5 separate regions of the Sus scrofa genome follow, and regions 1, 2, 3 and 4 are each linked to region 5. The links are chromatin contacts, called in public Hi-C and HiChIP or PLAC-seq maps. All regions are on one chromosome and are shown on one strand. Each heading gives the region's core, a stretch centred on a gene start, on an enhancer-like site or on the middle of the called end of the contact. The rest is flanking DNA. Distances are from core to core; before and after follow the strand shown.

The links. A called contact is a pair of places that touch in the nucleus more often than the background predicts. HiChIP or PLAC-seq counts read pairs in DNA pulled down with a chosen protein or histone mark.
Region 1: a Hi-C map of omental adipose tissue shows a contact between it and region 5, with 2.2 times the contacts expected there. The contact joins the enhancer-like site here to the promoter of MAF in region 5. A contact is called at or near these places in 2 of 5 promoter capture datasets (fetal liver and liver), 16 of 47 Hi-C or Micro-C datasets (adipose tissue, alveolar macrophages, embryonic fibroblasts and 8 more) and 2 of 2 datasets of contacts at active chromatin or transcription factors (alveolar macrophages and skeletal muscle).
Region 2: an H3K27ac HiChIP or PLAC-seq map of alveolar macrophages shows a contact between it and region 5. The contact joins the promoter of DYNLRB2 here to the promoter of MAF in region 5. A contact is called at or near these places in 1 of 5 promoter capture datasets (liver), 2 of 47 Hi-C or Micro-C datasets (fibroblasts and heart right ventricle) and 2 of 2 datasets of contacts at active chromatin or transcription factors (alveolar macrophages and skeletal muscle).
Region 3: a Hi-C map of retroperitoneal adipose tissue shows a contact between it and region 5, with 1.6 times the contacts expected there. The contact joins the enhancer-like site here to the promoter of MAF in region 5. A contact is called at or near these places in 2 of 5 promoter capture datasets (fetal liver and skeletal muscle), 4 of 47 Hi-C or Micro-C datasets (heart right ventricle, psoas muscle, retroperitoneal adipose tissue and 1 more) and 2 of 2 datasets of contacts at active chromatin or transcription factors (alveolar macrophages and skeletal muscle).
Region 4: a Hi-C map of skeletal muscle shows a contact between it and region 5, with 4 times the contacts expected there. The contact joins the enhancer-like site here to the promoter of MAF in region 5. A contact is called at or near these places in 2 of 5 promoter capture datasets (fetal skeletal muscle and liver), 2 of 47 Hi-C or Micro-C datasets (liver and skeletal muscle) and 1 of 2 datasets of contacts at active chromatin or transcription factors (skeletal muscle).

Annotation. Positions count from the first base shown.
Region 1 is chr6:9,186,031-9,188,733 of Sscrofa11.1, forward strand. The region is part of intron 8 of WWOX (WW domain-containing oxidoreductase); the gene reads right to left. Among named protein-coding and RNA genes, the nearest start is that of WWOX, 680 kb to the right of the region's middle. Within about 2 kb of position 1,416, at least 2 of the 83 cell types and tissues checked have an H3K27ac peak or open chromatin away from gene starts, as enhancers often do. A contact at or near this core is called in omental adipose tissue, where this site is marked.
Region 2 is chr6:7,659,923-7,662,687 of Sscrofa11.1, forward strand. It overlaps DYNLRB2 (dynein light chain roadblock-type 2), which reads right to left and starts at 1,458. Exons shown (of 4, transcript XM_021097077.1): 1 at 1,322-1,458. The coding sequence starts at 1,324. The region is part of intron 8 of CDYL2 (chromodomain Y-like protein 2); the gene reads left to right.
Region 3 is chr6:8,989,125-8,991,898 of Sscrofa11.1, forward strand. All of the region lies in intron 8 of WWOX (WW domain-containing oxidoreductase), which reads right to left. Among named protein-coding and RNA genes, the nearest start is that of MAF, 520 kb to the left of the region's middle. Within about 2 kb of position 1,332, at least 13 of the 83 cell types and tissues checked have an H3K27ac peak or open chromatin away from gene starts, as enhancers often do. A contact at or near this core is called in retroperitoneal adipose tissue and subcutaneous adipose tissue, where this site is marked.
Region 4 is chr6:9,106,530-9,109,229 of Sscrofa11.1, forward strand. The region is part of intron 8 of WWOX (WW domain-containing oxidoreductase); the gene reads right to left. Among named protein-coding and RNA genes, the nearest start is that of MAF, 640 kb to the left of the region's middle. Within about 2 kb of position 1,447, at least 3 of the 83 cell types and tissues checked have an H3K27ac peak or open chromatin away from gene starts, as enhancers often do. A contact at or near this core is called in skeletal muscle, where this site is marked.
Region 5 is chr6:8,467,433-8,470,161 of Sscrofa11.1, forward strand. MAF (transcription factor Maf) reads left to right here and starts at 1,304. Exons shown (of 3, transcript XM_021097066.1): 1 at 1,304-2,470. The coding sequence starts at 1,350.

The sequences.
Region 1 (2,703 bases), core at 166-2,665, 720 kb after region 5:
AGAGCTTGTTTGTGTACCTGCTCCTTTGTTTATTTACACACTTGCACACACTCGGGAATGAGAGCTCCACGCAATCAGGGAGCTGGACTCTTAGTCGGGGTGGTACTCAATGGTGGTTTTGGACAGAAGACCCAACAGCCTAGGTGATAAAGGGTCAGGGGACCTTGTCACAGAAGCGCTGGACAACATGGGGAGGTTAAGGCTGGCGCACTCACAGGGGAGATGGAAAGAGTTTGTCTCCACCTCATAACACAGCATGATCCGGAGGAAACGTCTGTCTGCCCTGAAGGTGACCAGAGGGCTCTGAGCTCCTTATTTCTCCAGGTTTTTCCATCTCTCCCTCCCCTCACACCCTGACGGATGTGTCCTTATCTATTTCACTTCAGAAGCAGTGGACCACAGCTGGCCCTCCGTATCCCAGATGTGGGACCCCTGGATACAGAGGATGCGCACTGTCCTACCTTATCCCGTATAAGGGACTTGAGCATCCGAGGAGCTGGAAGGGATCCCCCGTGGGCACAGATATTGCACAGTGTATCCATTCGGACTCTGCATGTTGCAACCTGGGCCAGATTCTGCGGGGGACCTCTGAAGGCTCCGGGATGGGAGGGGCTGGGCCACTCTTCCTAGGGAGGATATTCCAGCTGGGGAACTGGGGACTGGGAGGAAATCCTTATCAGGCAACATTTGCATATCAAAGAGCGCTTCCTGCTGGGCTGCTTTGCCCAGTAACAAAGTCATCTCATTCAAGGCCAAGAGGCTTTCCTCTGAAGCTAAATTCTACTGTTCTTCCTATTTCTCCCTTGGGGAGACAAAATAGTTCAGTTTCCAAAAGGCGCAGGGAGATAATTCACCTTGCTGGTGGCTCGCTGTAACCCTCACTGTCTCCACGTGGTAGAGCTTCACGGAGGAACCCCAGGATTACAGGAGGTGCTTACGTACCCTCAGACTCCTGAGTTAATCCAAAGCCTATAACTAAGGAGACAGAAATACTGGAGCCTAAGCCAGCCAGCCAGCCAGCCAGCCAGCCAGCCAGCCAGCCAACCATCAGTCCATCACAGAAGCATTAGCTGCATCACTACCACGTTTCTGGCACAAGCCTATTTCACCTTTCTAGATTTTTGACCTTTTAGGTAACATAGGAGAGGAAGAATCTGGAGTGGCGGAAAGACAGGGGATCCTGACACTGACAACTGGCCCAAGTTATGGCAACTCGGGGAAATATGTTTGGTACAACTGATCATGTTCGGGACACACTACCCCACAGAGGGCACCTCGGCATAGCGAGTATTTGAAGGTGAAGGAGTTTGAGAGAAGGGCAGGAACAGGAAGGCACCTCTGATTTCCTCCCTCTTTTCTCCCCAGCACAGGTCTCGAAGCCCTCCCGTGAGAGGTGCCCTGTCCACATTCTGAGGTCAGGAGCACCGCGACTGCTGACGACAAAGGGACACAGAAGCACAGGCCTTGCCAGGTTTCCCCCACTTCCCTGCAGTTGGCCTGTGCTTTTCGACACGGAACTATTCCACCAAGACTGGCTGCGCCCCCTCCATCCCACCGGGAGTAAAGCTCCCTTTCCTCACGAAGGCCCCCGTGTCACCTAACACTTACGCTGAATAAATCTTATGCTTTTGTGTTGTGAATCTGTCTCTGTCCGTTGAATTTTCAGACCCAGCTGGGGACCTGACGAGTCCTCTCCCATAACAGTCAGGTGAAATTGAGAGCCCTCTGGCCCATCTTTCCAGGGATGTTCTCTTTAAAATAAATTTCACACATCGGAGCCTGTTCTTTGGCAGTCAGGTGGCTCACACCTTCAGTGCCCAGCTCAGTCTTTTACTCGTGGAAGACAGTTTTCGAGGCCACCAGCAGTCACTGGATTTACATTTCTTGTTTTCAAGACTTTCTTCAGGTTGGACGCTGGTGTGAGTGGACCCAGCGCCGCATGAGATGAGAGGGCAGTCTGTCCTACTCTCCTCTCGGGGTCCCTGCTGAGAACGGAGGAAAGTGGGCAGGACACAAACAAGAGGTACCAGAGAAGGGGACAGCTGCGAAGGGGGCCATAAAGACCGGCTGGAACCAGCTGAAACCAAGATGGCTTTGGGAACAGTCCGGGCATTGACCTTCAGCTCCTTCTACCTTCACTGTGATTCTAAAAATCACTCCCCTTTATTCCGAGACAGTTCCGAGGAGCCAAAAAGGCCCTGTGAGGCCAAAAAATGGGCAGTGGCCCAACTCCTGGGAAATTCCCGCCCTACCCCGAAATAGCAAGAATATTCATATTTCCCTGCTCATTAGCTACGAGATTCCTTAGTCGATAAAAACAACCACCCCAGCCTGAGGCCACCCTTGCCTTCTGAGAAGGACCGCGTTCCACCTTTGGAATGTGTGTCTCCAAATAAATGTGTGTCTCCTCACTCCGCTTGCTCCTGAATTCTTTTCTGTGTGAAGCCAAGGACCCTCGTGTGGCGGCTGGTACCAGCTCACAGCAACACCGGATCCTTAACCCACTGAGCGAGGTCAGGGATCGAACCCGCAACCTCAAGGTTCCTAGTCACATTCGTCTCCACTGCGCCACAACCGGAACTCCCTGTTTCAGTTTTAACTCTGAGGGTCTCTCCTCCACACCACACCAGTTTCCATACTTGGGTCAGACTGGACTGGGCAGTGGCATCACAGGTACAGGTGGCATGTTGGTTCAATCAATGC
Region 2 (2,765 bases), core at 208-2,707, 810 kb before region 5:
ACACCAATGAAAGTTCTGAGCCTGAGGTCTGCTCGTCAGGTGAAAAATCGAAACTATGAAATGACAGTGCTATTAACGAAATAACAGTGTCAGAAACTTCCTGGTTATAGTCTAAAGGCTGAAAAAAAAGAAAAAAGGAAAGAGGAATGGCTTTCTCTGATATGATTCACTCTGTTTTTTTGGTATTTGCAGCTAATGTTTGTATCTCACGTTGGAAAGCATTGCACTAAAGCATAATAGCGGTACAGGAGAGCACTAACAGTACATTTTTGCCATTTTGTCTATAAGACAACGCCACAGATCCTTTCAGCCACAGCCCTCGTTTTTCTTTTTCTGTTTCACTTCTAACCGAACAATTTTCTCTGCTCTTCCTGGCATTTCACTCTTTTCCCATGTGTTTTCTTCTTTCGTGATTTCTGAGACCTCTTAATACAATCGCCTAATCCCCATGGCCAATCTTCTTTTCATTCCTTTCTTAAAAAACCAACAACTTTTTGCTTTCACTTTGCTCTTTTTCAAACTTTCCTCAGTCGCCACTATCCTTTTCTTATCCTCCTCCCCTTTCTTTTTTTTTTTTTTTTTTTTTTTTTTGCTTTTTAGGGCGCCATCCGTGACATATGGTGGTTCGAATCAGAGCTACAGCTGCTGGTCTGCACCACAGCCACAGCAACGCTAGATCCGAGCGGCGTCTGCGACCTACACCGCAGCTCACTGCAATGCCGGATCCGTAATCCACTGAGCGAGGCCAGGGATGGAACCTGCGTTCTCATGGATTCTAGTCGGGTTTGTTAACCAGTGAGCCACAAAGGGAACTCCTCCTTTCCCCCCCCCCCCCCCCCCTCAATGTTTCCTCCTTCTCCCTTCTCTCCATTCCCTTGCGTTCCCAGTCCCATCTCTTTCTTTCCTCTCAGGGAGATTTTTCTCCTCTCTTTGGCGCCCCTCCCCTTTTCGAAATTTCCTCGCTCTTAACGAGATTTCCCATCCCCCTCAGGATCTTTCATCCCCTCCGTATCTCTCTTCCTCTTTACGATATTCTCCCTCCCCAATTACTACCGCAAGAACCACCCCCCCACCTTAGATATATATGCCCCAAGACAGCTTTCCCATCTAGATATATTCTTCCCCCTCTTCCATGGTAGCTTTTAGTCCCTCCAGGGTCTCCGCGTCGCCCCTCCAAGAAGCTTGCGGAACACCCAGCCCACCGCTGTGCCGGGACCCGCCGGGCCCCGGGACCCGCCGGGCCGGGATCGGTCCCGGGAGCCGGGCAGCGAAACCCCTCGCCCTTAGAGCGGCGGGTCGGGGACGGAGACCCCGGATTTACCATCGCTCGGGCGGCGAAACTCTGGGCTCAATCTAGCGCTACGGCAGCGAGGATGTCAACAACGCTTCCAAGTCGTTGCTAGGAGACCGGGGAGGAAGTGACCTTCCGGAAGTGTTGGTGCCGCGCCTGCGTGTTTGCGGGTCGGGCAGCCGCCAGGCAGGTTCTTCCGCCCCGAGCTGGCCTGGCGCCTCCCGGCCGCCATAAGCGGAGGCTGGGGAGCGTGGCCCCGAGTGCTCACCTGGGGTCGAGGAGTACCGAGGGGCTTAGGCCGGGCTCCGGGTCATTCGTTCGTCCTCTCATTCATTCATTCCTTGAGGTACGCATTCGTGTAACAGGCACTTCTTCATCCAAGAACGATTTATTGACCACCTACCACGTCCCGGGCTCTCCTCTGGGTCTGGGGTCCATTCTAGCGCGGGAGACAGCCGAATGCGACAAAACGAAGCAATACCGTCTAAGTGTGATACGTGCTCTGGACCAAATAAGCCGGGGTGGGTCCGTCTGACTCCGAGGTGACATTTGGTACTAGACTCCGATGCCTGTGACACTCGGAGAACTGTCGCGCTGCCTCGTGCGGCGCTGATAGGTTTGTTCCCCGCCCCCAAGGACAGTTGTTTTTAATTAAAGCAGAACTATATCGCAGCATCGAAAAGTAGTAGCTTATGTATTTTCATTAATTTACATCTCCCCACCCCCAAAGCAGTAGGTGAAGCGCCATCTTACGGCTTATATTCTCCGTACTTCTAGCACCCCCAAGCTGCCCTTCACTCAGTGGGAAGAGTTGCTCCATACTGGTAATTTTGTTTAGTGTATTAGGATCTTTATTTTTGTTTTTACAGAATTATTTGCCCACATTTCTGAGTTGCTGTAAAACTGTAAATGCTAGTGTCGGAGGTTCTACCGAGGGCCATAGAAAAGCAGCTCGCTGGGTTTTTAAGGAACTGGTGGGGAAACAAGTTAGAGCAGTTAGGGATGGTCAGAAGTCACCTGCTCGTTTGAAGGGCATTGTGTATCTTTGTAGCCTGGGAGGAAGAGCACAGCTATGTGTGAGGCACAGAAGGAAAGTTTTGTGTCGTGTTTTCATGTGGTCCTAGGGTTTGAAGAGGGCTTTGATTACTAAACTGAGTACTAAATACAAGTGGTGAGTTGCAGATGCATCTTCATAGGGACCATGCTATAATGATCCCTGTAATACTGATCTGGTTTGTGCTTCCATTTCCAGTAAGTTGTCTCACCACAAACAAGACAGGCAATAGGTAGGAGCATCAACTAGAATTTCTATAGGTTCTTGTCAGGGATTCCCCAGGAATGGTTTTGAACTGGGAGGGTTTGGACTAGATGATCCGTTTCAGTTTGGTCTTGTCAGTTTAGGATTTTTACATTATGTACAGAAACACTCTTGAGAAGCTCTAGTTCTGCTTCAATTCCCCCCCCCCTTTGGTAG
Region 3 (2,774 bases), core at 82-2,581, 520 kb after region 5:
AGGCATGCAAAGCCAGGAGGAGGAGGGGGCGAGTCGGCCGGGCCTGCGTGGATCCGGGCTATAGGCTGCACCCAGGCGAGGCCGAAGAGGCCAAAACCTGGGATGTGTGGCCTGTTTGCTAACTTGAACCCGGATAGAGTGCTCCGTTCATCTGTTTTAAATCGTGGTTTGAAGCACAGTTATGTGATAAGAAAAAAATTACGGCTGTTTCTCTTGGCCATCTGAGTAATTGGGACACTGGCTTTTGGAAAACTACTGACATCAGGACCACAGGCATATGCAAAACTGAACTGAGAATTAAAGAGGCTCAGGGGGCTTCATGTTTTTAAAGGCTGCCCGAGTCCCCTTCCAGAGTTTCGCTAATGCGACCAACCAATCAACTCGGGACATTCCTGAAAAGGTGCCACTCTTTCTCCAGCTCCTGTGACGTGTGGCAGGTAATGGTCCTGCATAAATACTCTGCTATTATTTTCTTAATGAAATCCTACTGGACATCCCTGGGGGGCCTTATTTAGCTGACCTCTCATGAACAGTGTTGCAAGGAGGGTGTTTTTCTTGCACAGGATCCCCCAACACGGGGACCTGACATAACCCTGCCTGAATTCAATTCCCATGCGTATCTTTCAACCTTACACACGGCCTTGTTTATTAAAAACATAATATACAAAGCAATGATTTCAAATATGACTGCTTCCTGAACGGAGGGAGGCAGACACTGGGACGAGTGTTCCCCCCGGGTCAGGTGGCGGTTGGGAGAAAGGCACAGGGAAGAGCCTGTAGCTTGATCACCCCAGCCCCGTTTTTGACAAGTTAAGACTCCCTGAATTAATTCACTGATGCCGAGACCATGAAAGGAACAAAAGTGCAATATATCCTTCCAGTGTGACTTCAAATATGACAAGGTTATCACTTAATATACCATCTTTCAAGAATTGATTTATGGGCCTCTGGGTGTTCCCACTTGGACTCGACGCTATATTTACCTGGGATTATGGCATTCAGGGATATTCCTTTAAATCCTGTAAAGTGAACGGAAAAATCTGCCAGATCTCATTTCCAGGGAATGACACAAACAGCACTGTAATTTTTTCATCTGCGCTGGGAGGCTGGATTCTGAAACGTGGCAGAGTTTCCTTTTCTTGAAGCTTCTCTTTTGTTCCTCATTTACTGAATTTATTTAATACCTTGTCCAATCATCTATTTCACCCAAAGGCCCACGACTCTTAGGCATACAGCGTCTTCCTTTGCGACGGCTACCGTGCGTCTTCCTCTCCCACAGGGACCTCGCAAAAGGGAGGGACCAGCGACAGTCTTGCTGAATCGTCTTCCTGGTTATTGGCCAAGGAGACAGCACCCTCGCTTGGGAAAGAGGACCTGGGAGGGAGGGGCCGTGTGGATTCCTGCCAGCTCTCACTGTAACACATTTTTCAGGGATGAAATCAAATAGAAAGATAAGCCTGCTGGCCATCGTGTGTTCTGTTTGTGATAAAAATCTCATCCAAAATAGGATTATGTAAATGTCCTTTTTTATGACATCCTACACATCTCAGTAGTTCCATTTATGGCCAAGAATGCAGTGGTCTCTGGCTGGCACGGAGCCATTTCCCCCTTTTCTGCTTCAAGGGCAACCCGTCTTCCTTGGCCAACCCGCCAGCAGTAGCTCATCTCTGTGCAGAGAACATGAAAATTCCGAAGATCTGCCAGGGAGCATATGGACTTGATCAGAGCCCACTGAGATAAAGACTGCATCTTGCACCACAGGGACTACAGGCCCAATTTGGAGGACTTCCAGCCCAGAGCATTTCATCATGGTCTCTTTGGCTGTTCTGATTCATTTGTTCTTGGCTTCCGACATGATGCGCCATTAAAGTATCAACTCCATGTAGGCAGGGTCAATGTCATGTGTGCTCTGAGCCTGACTAGAGCACCAGTACATGACAGCCATTTGTTTCACAGTCCTAATGGTCCCCCTTGGGTCTCAAGACTCGGTTCAATGACATCTTCACCAGGACGCCTTCACGGACCCTGCCTGTCACATAGAAGTGACCCCCTCCTCTTTCAGACCTTGACTTTGCTATACGTTGAAGTCTTCCATACTAATAAGATGAATGCACTTATTTGTTATTGATACTAATTAGAATGCTGTACGTTACTTAGTATTTAGCCAATGAAAATACTATCTTTTGAGGGCTAGTTGTCAAGCACTGTACTAAGCACTGCGTGGATGATTTCATTTCGGCCCTTGGTTGGATGTCCTAGAAGAGGAGTAGAAAGGGCATAGGTTCCTGAATCAGATACTCTGGGTTTGAAATCTTGGGTCTACCAACTGGTAACCATGAGCTTGGGCCAATTCCTTTTCTAGGGATTTTTCAGTAAAATGGGGATAGAAATAAAAATGGCAACTGTATTCTGAGAGATACATCAATTAATTCATGTGAAGGGCTAAGATAGAGTAAGGACTCAATAAATATTAGCTTTTTTTTTTTTTTTTTTTTTTTTGGCAACAGTGTACAGTGGCTTGATCTCAGTCCAGAGACCAGGGAATGAACCTGGGCCACAGTGATGTAACTACCAAATCCTAACCACTAGACCACAGGGAACTCCCATATCAGCTATTTTTATTATCTCTATTCTGTAGATGAGGAAACTGGGATTTCAGAGATTAAGTGACCTACCAAAGAGGACCTGGCTACTGAGCAGTGACGCTCAGACTTCACTCTGGGAAGCCTAACCCCTACCTCTTCACCATTTGAACCTGCCATCCTTATGAATAG
Region 4 (2,700 bases), core at 197-2,696, 640 kb after region 5:
ATAAAAGAAACAGAAAGGGAAAAAAAAAAAAAAAAAAAAGCTTGAACCTTATTTGCCCTTCCAGTGTCCAGAAGGGAGTATTTCTTTCCACCTTTTTCACATTATAATAATGGCTTCACAGCTCCTGAAAAGGGCCCTGGCGCATTGGCAAATGGTGCATGACAGGGCGAAACCCTGGGCTTTGTCGCACCAGCTTCGCTCCAAAGAAAGTCCTCCTCTGCCTTCGTTTCCCTGCCATTAACTGAGATGAAATGAGTTTTTCCCTCTTTTGATTCCACCCCCCGCTGCCTATTACCGTGTGACGCGACTGGGCTTCCGGGCCCCATTATTTCACCGAGGATCCTTTTATTCTGGTTTGGGAGTCCGCGCCTGCAAGGTTATCTGTGTGCAGAGCGTCGTGCGGTCCCCGCATTCATTTTTGAAATCTGATCTCATTGATAAGAACAAGACCGTTCGCATTGCATTTGTCAGATAAGGAGCTCGGGTGCCGGAGTCATAATTTTTTGACTTCACTCAGGGCTCCCTGTTAAAATACGCCGAACGATAAAAATGCAAGTATTATAAAAATAACCTTTGTATCCAAAGTGTTGTCCTATCTCCTCTTTCTTTTTCTGCCTCTTCTCCTTCGTCTTTTTTTTAATAAGAGCACATTCCGCCCTTGTCTACCTCCTCACAGTCAGGTGCCAGGCACAATTTTTATGCTTCTATTTCAAATGGTCTTGCCACCCCCAGGGCCAGCCTTGGGCAGGCAGGAAGAAGGAAAGAAAAGAAAACAACAACAAACAAGAGGGTTAACAAGGAAAGAATCAACCGCACGCAGTTTGTCTGAAAGGGGTTTTGATTAATTTCCCTCCGAAGGTCTAACCCACGTGGGGAAAGCAGGTATCCTGATCCTGAGAAGGGAACGAATCGGATCCATGGGTGCTTGGTCCCCGGAGCAGAGTCAGAGAACATTTAAAGATCAGGGTCCTATGTCCCTGGTCCTGCAGGACAGAATTCTGCCCAGGGAACAGCAGGGTATTGTTCCCTCCAGGGAAGCAGCCAAACATACGGCGTGTAACACCCCACCTGCACCAGACCTGAACGGGGAGTAGGAGAGGCTGGCGGCCTCCACCCCTGAAAACAGCCTTCTGATGCCATCAGAGCCGCCCACCCCCTCTGGCAAAGCACCCCCCCCGGGGGGGGGGACCTGGAGGTGGCCACGGAGCCCAGCGATCGCCTTATAGAAATATGAGCACCAGGCAGAGGGCGGGAGCCCCACGTGTGTCTCCATCCCCCTGGGGTGGCAGCCACACAAAGACGCCGGTGACAAAACTAGGAGACAGCCGTGGGCTTCCGAGCGGCGTGCCAAGCCGCCCGGCGCAAGGTCCTGTCCCTGTCCCTGTCCGGGCCCCGTACACCCGGGCCTGCAGCTGATAACACTGTAATAGTCCTCCTTTGAGGACAGAGGCTCCCGCGTGCTGATTAGTCATTTATCACACCTGGCAGCCCTGCTGAACTATAATTACTCTTCTCTTATCCTGCCGCGCTGTCATGTCCGAGAGGAGAGGCGAGGCAGAGTCCCCAGTTAATGACACATTACCCTCTTGACAAGCACTTAAAGGTTTTATTGTAAATATTCAAGATATAACACATCCAAGATTCCCTTTTTAATTATAAAAAGCAATTTCAGGGCCTTCCTTCCCTGGCCGCCCCTCCCCACCCCCCCACCCCCCCCACCCCAGCCCCAAATAGTAAAGTTTCGGGCGCCTTATCCTCCCTGCTTTACCGCAAACAAACTGATATTCCCTTTGTCACGGAAACGCATTGCTACAAGTTAACTCAGTATCTCGCCGCAATTATCGGACATATTGCCTATGAAATTGGTAATTTAAACACACATCGCCTTTCCACAAAAGTTAAATTTCCGCCCCGAAAGAAGGGGAAAATGTGCATTTATATGAAAAATTATATATGAAAAAAAGCCGAAAATGCAGCATAAATAGTCCGGTTTTCCTCATCGGAAAGAGAGGGAGGAAGTCACTGAATGATTTTTTTTTTTTTTTCAAGATGAGACTAACTGAGGTTAAAAAAAATATATGGGTACGTATTTTCTTCATCAGCTAAAAAACTGGAAATTTGTGGGTCGTTAAATCCTGATTGCCTGCTTATACGGTTTGGGGAGAAAGCCAACTGGGCATTCAGTGACTCCGGGGGCTATTTTTATCCCTCAAGGAGCATTCAGGGGACATGTCCCTGGTGGCAAGGGGGACCCTGGCAGAACCGTTTCCTCCTGCCACCTTCCAGATGATTTTTTTTGGGGGGGGGATCTTTCTGCTCTGTGTGCCCTGTTGGTTAGGCTTGAGGCTGCCGTGGACCAACTTTGCTAAGAGTCATGAGGCTGGAGAGCTGACGATAATAAAACCTTTGACTCTGCTGGAAGAAAAACCCCATGCAGACACACATAACCACACCACGCTCCCACCTGAAGCCACAGCTGGTGTACAAAGAGCTCGCCTGAGCCCTGAGGATGCTACCTGCCCTCCTGAACTTCATACACGTGTTAGGTATTTTTAGGTCCAAGTGGACAGGGACGGACGTTCCAGTGTGCTGGCTTGTATGTGTGTGCGATCTGCTTCCAATCAGTTGAAGGCCACGGCCAGGAAAAAGCCATTAGAGCATGGGAACCTCTGGGTTTGGGATCCAGGATGCAGAGATAAA
Region 5 (2,729 bases), core at 54-2,553:
CAGTGCCAGGCTCGGGGAAGGAAGGTCCCCTGGGTGGACACCCGGGTGCCGAAGGTGGAGTAAAGAGAAGAAGCTGCCTGGCGAATACAGGATCCAGAGAGTGGGGGTCAGGCCAATCTCCGCTGAGGGAGTGGCAGGCAAGCTGGGGCTCCGGAAGGCAGGCCTCTCTCGCTCCAAAGTAAAGCAAATCGGCCTCCCGGTCCACCTGGTTTCCCACAGCGCCGCTGGAAAACTCCTTCCCCTCTTACACCAAACTTTGTTCCCGGCTCTGCAGCCTCCTGAGGAGGCTGCGGAGCGGGAAGGGTTAAGGCTGCCCGTCCCAGCTGACAGTCAGCTGATTGGGCCCTGATTGACAGCTCCGAAAAGTTTCCTTGTCTCTACACTATTATGCTAATCGCGGCCGCCTCCCATTGGTCTGGAGTACCAGTCAATTTCCCATTTGGGCCTGACGTCACAAGTGCTATAAAACTCAGCAATTGCTTTAAACTCTTCTTGCTGGATCAGAGGCTTTAAAATCTTTTTTTCATCTTCGAGCTGTAGCTCGGGCTGCTCGTCGGCTCGGCCTCCCCCCTTTTGCTCTCCGCCTCGCCTTTCCCCGGGACTTCGCTATTTTGCTTTAAAAAAAAAAAAAAAAAAAAAAGCCAAGAAAGAACTCAACTCCCCCCTCCCTTTCCTCCAGCCCGGCTGCACCTCTGTCTTGCACTTTGCACGGAGGGAGGAAGAGCGCGAGGGAGAGAGAGAGAAAGAGAGAGAGAGAGAGAGAGAGGAAAGAAAGAGAAAAAAAAAATAAAAAGAGCCAGGCTGAAGAGGAGGCGAGAAGCATGAAGTGTTAACTCCCCCGTGCCAAGGCCAGCGCCGCCCGGACAGCCGCCCGCCGCGCTTCCAGCCCCGAGCGGCCGCCGCGCGCGCCCCGCCTGCAGCCCAGGCCGGCGAGGCGAGCCCTCCTTATGCAAAGGGCGCAGCGGAGCGGCGAGCGGGGGACGCCGCGCACCCGGCCGGGCTCCTCCGGCTTCGCCGCCGCCGCCGCCGCCGCCGCCACCGCAACCCGCGGAGGACCTTCCCGAGCCTGAAGCCGCCGGCTCGGCGCGCTAGGAGACGAGCAGGCGAGGAGGGGCCCGGGCGAGCAGCGAGCACATTGGCGTGAGCAGGGGGAGGGAGGGCGGGCGCGGGGGCGCGGGCAGGGCGGGGGGGTGTGTGCGCGCTCGGAGGTTTCGGGCCAGCCACCGCCGCGCGAGCTAGAAGCGCCCCAGCCCGGCAAGCTGGCTCACCCGCTGGCCACCCAGCACAGCCCGCTGGCCCCTCTCCTGCAGCCCATCTGGCGGAGCGGCGGCGGCGGCGGCGGCAGGAGAATGGCATCAGAACTGGCAATGAGCAACTCCGACCTGCCCACCAGTCCCCTGGCCATGGAATATGTTAATGACTTCGATCTGATGAAGTTTGAAGTGAAAAAGGAACCGGTGGAGACCGACCGCATCATCAGCCAGTGCGGCCGTCTCATCGCCGGGGGCTCGCTGTCCTCCACCCCCATGAGCACGCCGTGCAGCTCGGTGCCCCCTTCCCCCAGCTTCTCGGCGCCCAGCCCGGGCTCGGGCAGCGAGCAGAAGGCGCACCTGGAAGACTACTACTGGATGACCGGCTATCCGCAGCAGCTGAACCCCGAGGCGCTGGGCTTCAGCCCCGAGGACGCGGTCGAGGCGCTCATCAGCAACAGCCACCAGCTCCAGGGCGGCTTCGATGGCTACGCGCGCGGGGCGCAGCAGCTGGCCTCGGCGGCCGGGGCCGGCGCCGGCGCCTCCCTGGGCGGCAGCGGCGAGGAGATGGGCCCCGCCGCCGCCGTGGTGTCCGCCGTGATCGCCGCGGCCGCTGCGCAGAGCGGCGCGGGCCCGCACTACCACCACCACCACCACCACCACGCCGCTGGCCACCACCACCACCCGACGGCCGGCGCGCCCGGCGCCGCGGGCAGCGCGTCCGCCTCGGCCGGTGGCGCGGGCGGCGCGGGCAGCGGCGGCCCGGCCAGCGCCGGGGGCGGCGGCGGCGGCGGCGGCGGCGGAGGCGGCGGCGGAGCGGCGGGGGCGGGGGGCGCCCTGCACCCGCACCACGCCGCCGGCGGCCTGCACTTCGACGACCGCTTCTCCGATGAGCAGCTGGTGACCATGTCGGTGCGCGAGCTGAACCGGCAGCTGCGCGGGGTCAGCAAGGAGGAGGTGATCCGGCTGAAGCAGAAGAGGCGGACCCTGAAAAACCGCGGCTATGCCCAGTCCTGCCGCTTCAAGAGGGTGCAGCAGAGGCACGTCCTGGAGTCCGAGAAGAACCAGCTGCTGCAGCAGGTCGACCACCTCAAGCAGGAGATCTCCAGGCTGGTGCGCGAGAGGGACGCGTACAAGGAGAAATACGAGAAGTTGGTGAGCAGCGGCTTCCGAGAAAACGGCTCGAGCAGCGACAACCCGTCCTCTCCCGAGTTTTTCATGTGAGTCTGACACGCGATCCCAGCTAGCCACCTTGATAAGTGCTCCATGGGGGTCCGACTCGGGTGTGGGCTTGCCAGTTCCAGAGCCTTGCTCGCCACCACCTCGCCCCCTCCCCTCCTGAGCTTGCCCCCCGCCCCGCAGTTGCCCCCTGCACACACACACACACACACACACACACACACACGCACGCACACACACACACACACCCTGCTCAGAGTTGGTGGTGGTGGCTGTTTTTCAGTCGGGGAGGGGCTGGTT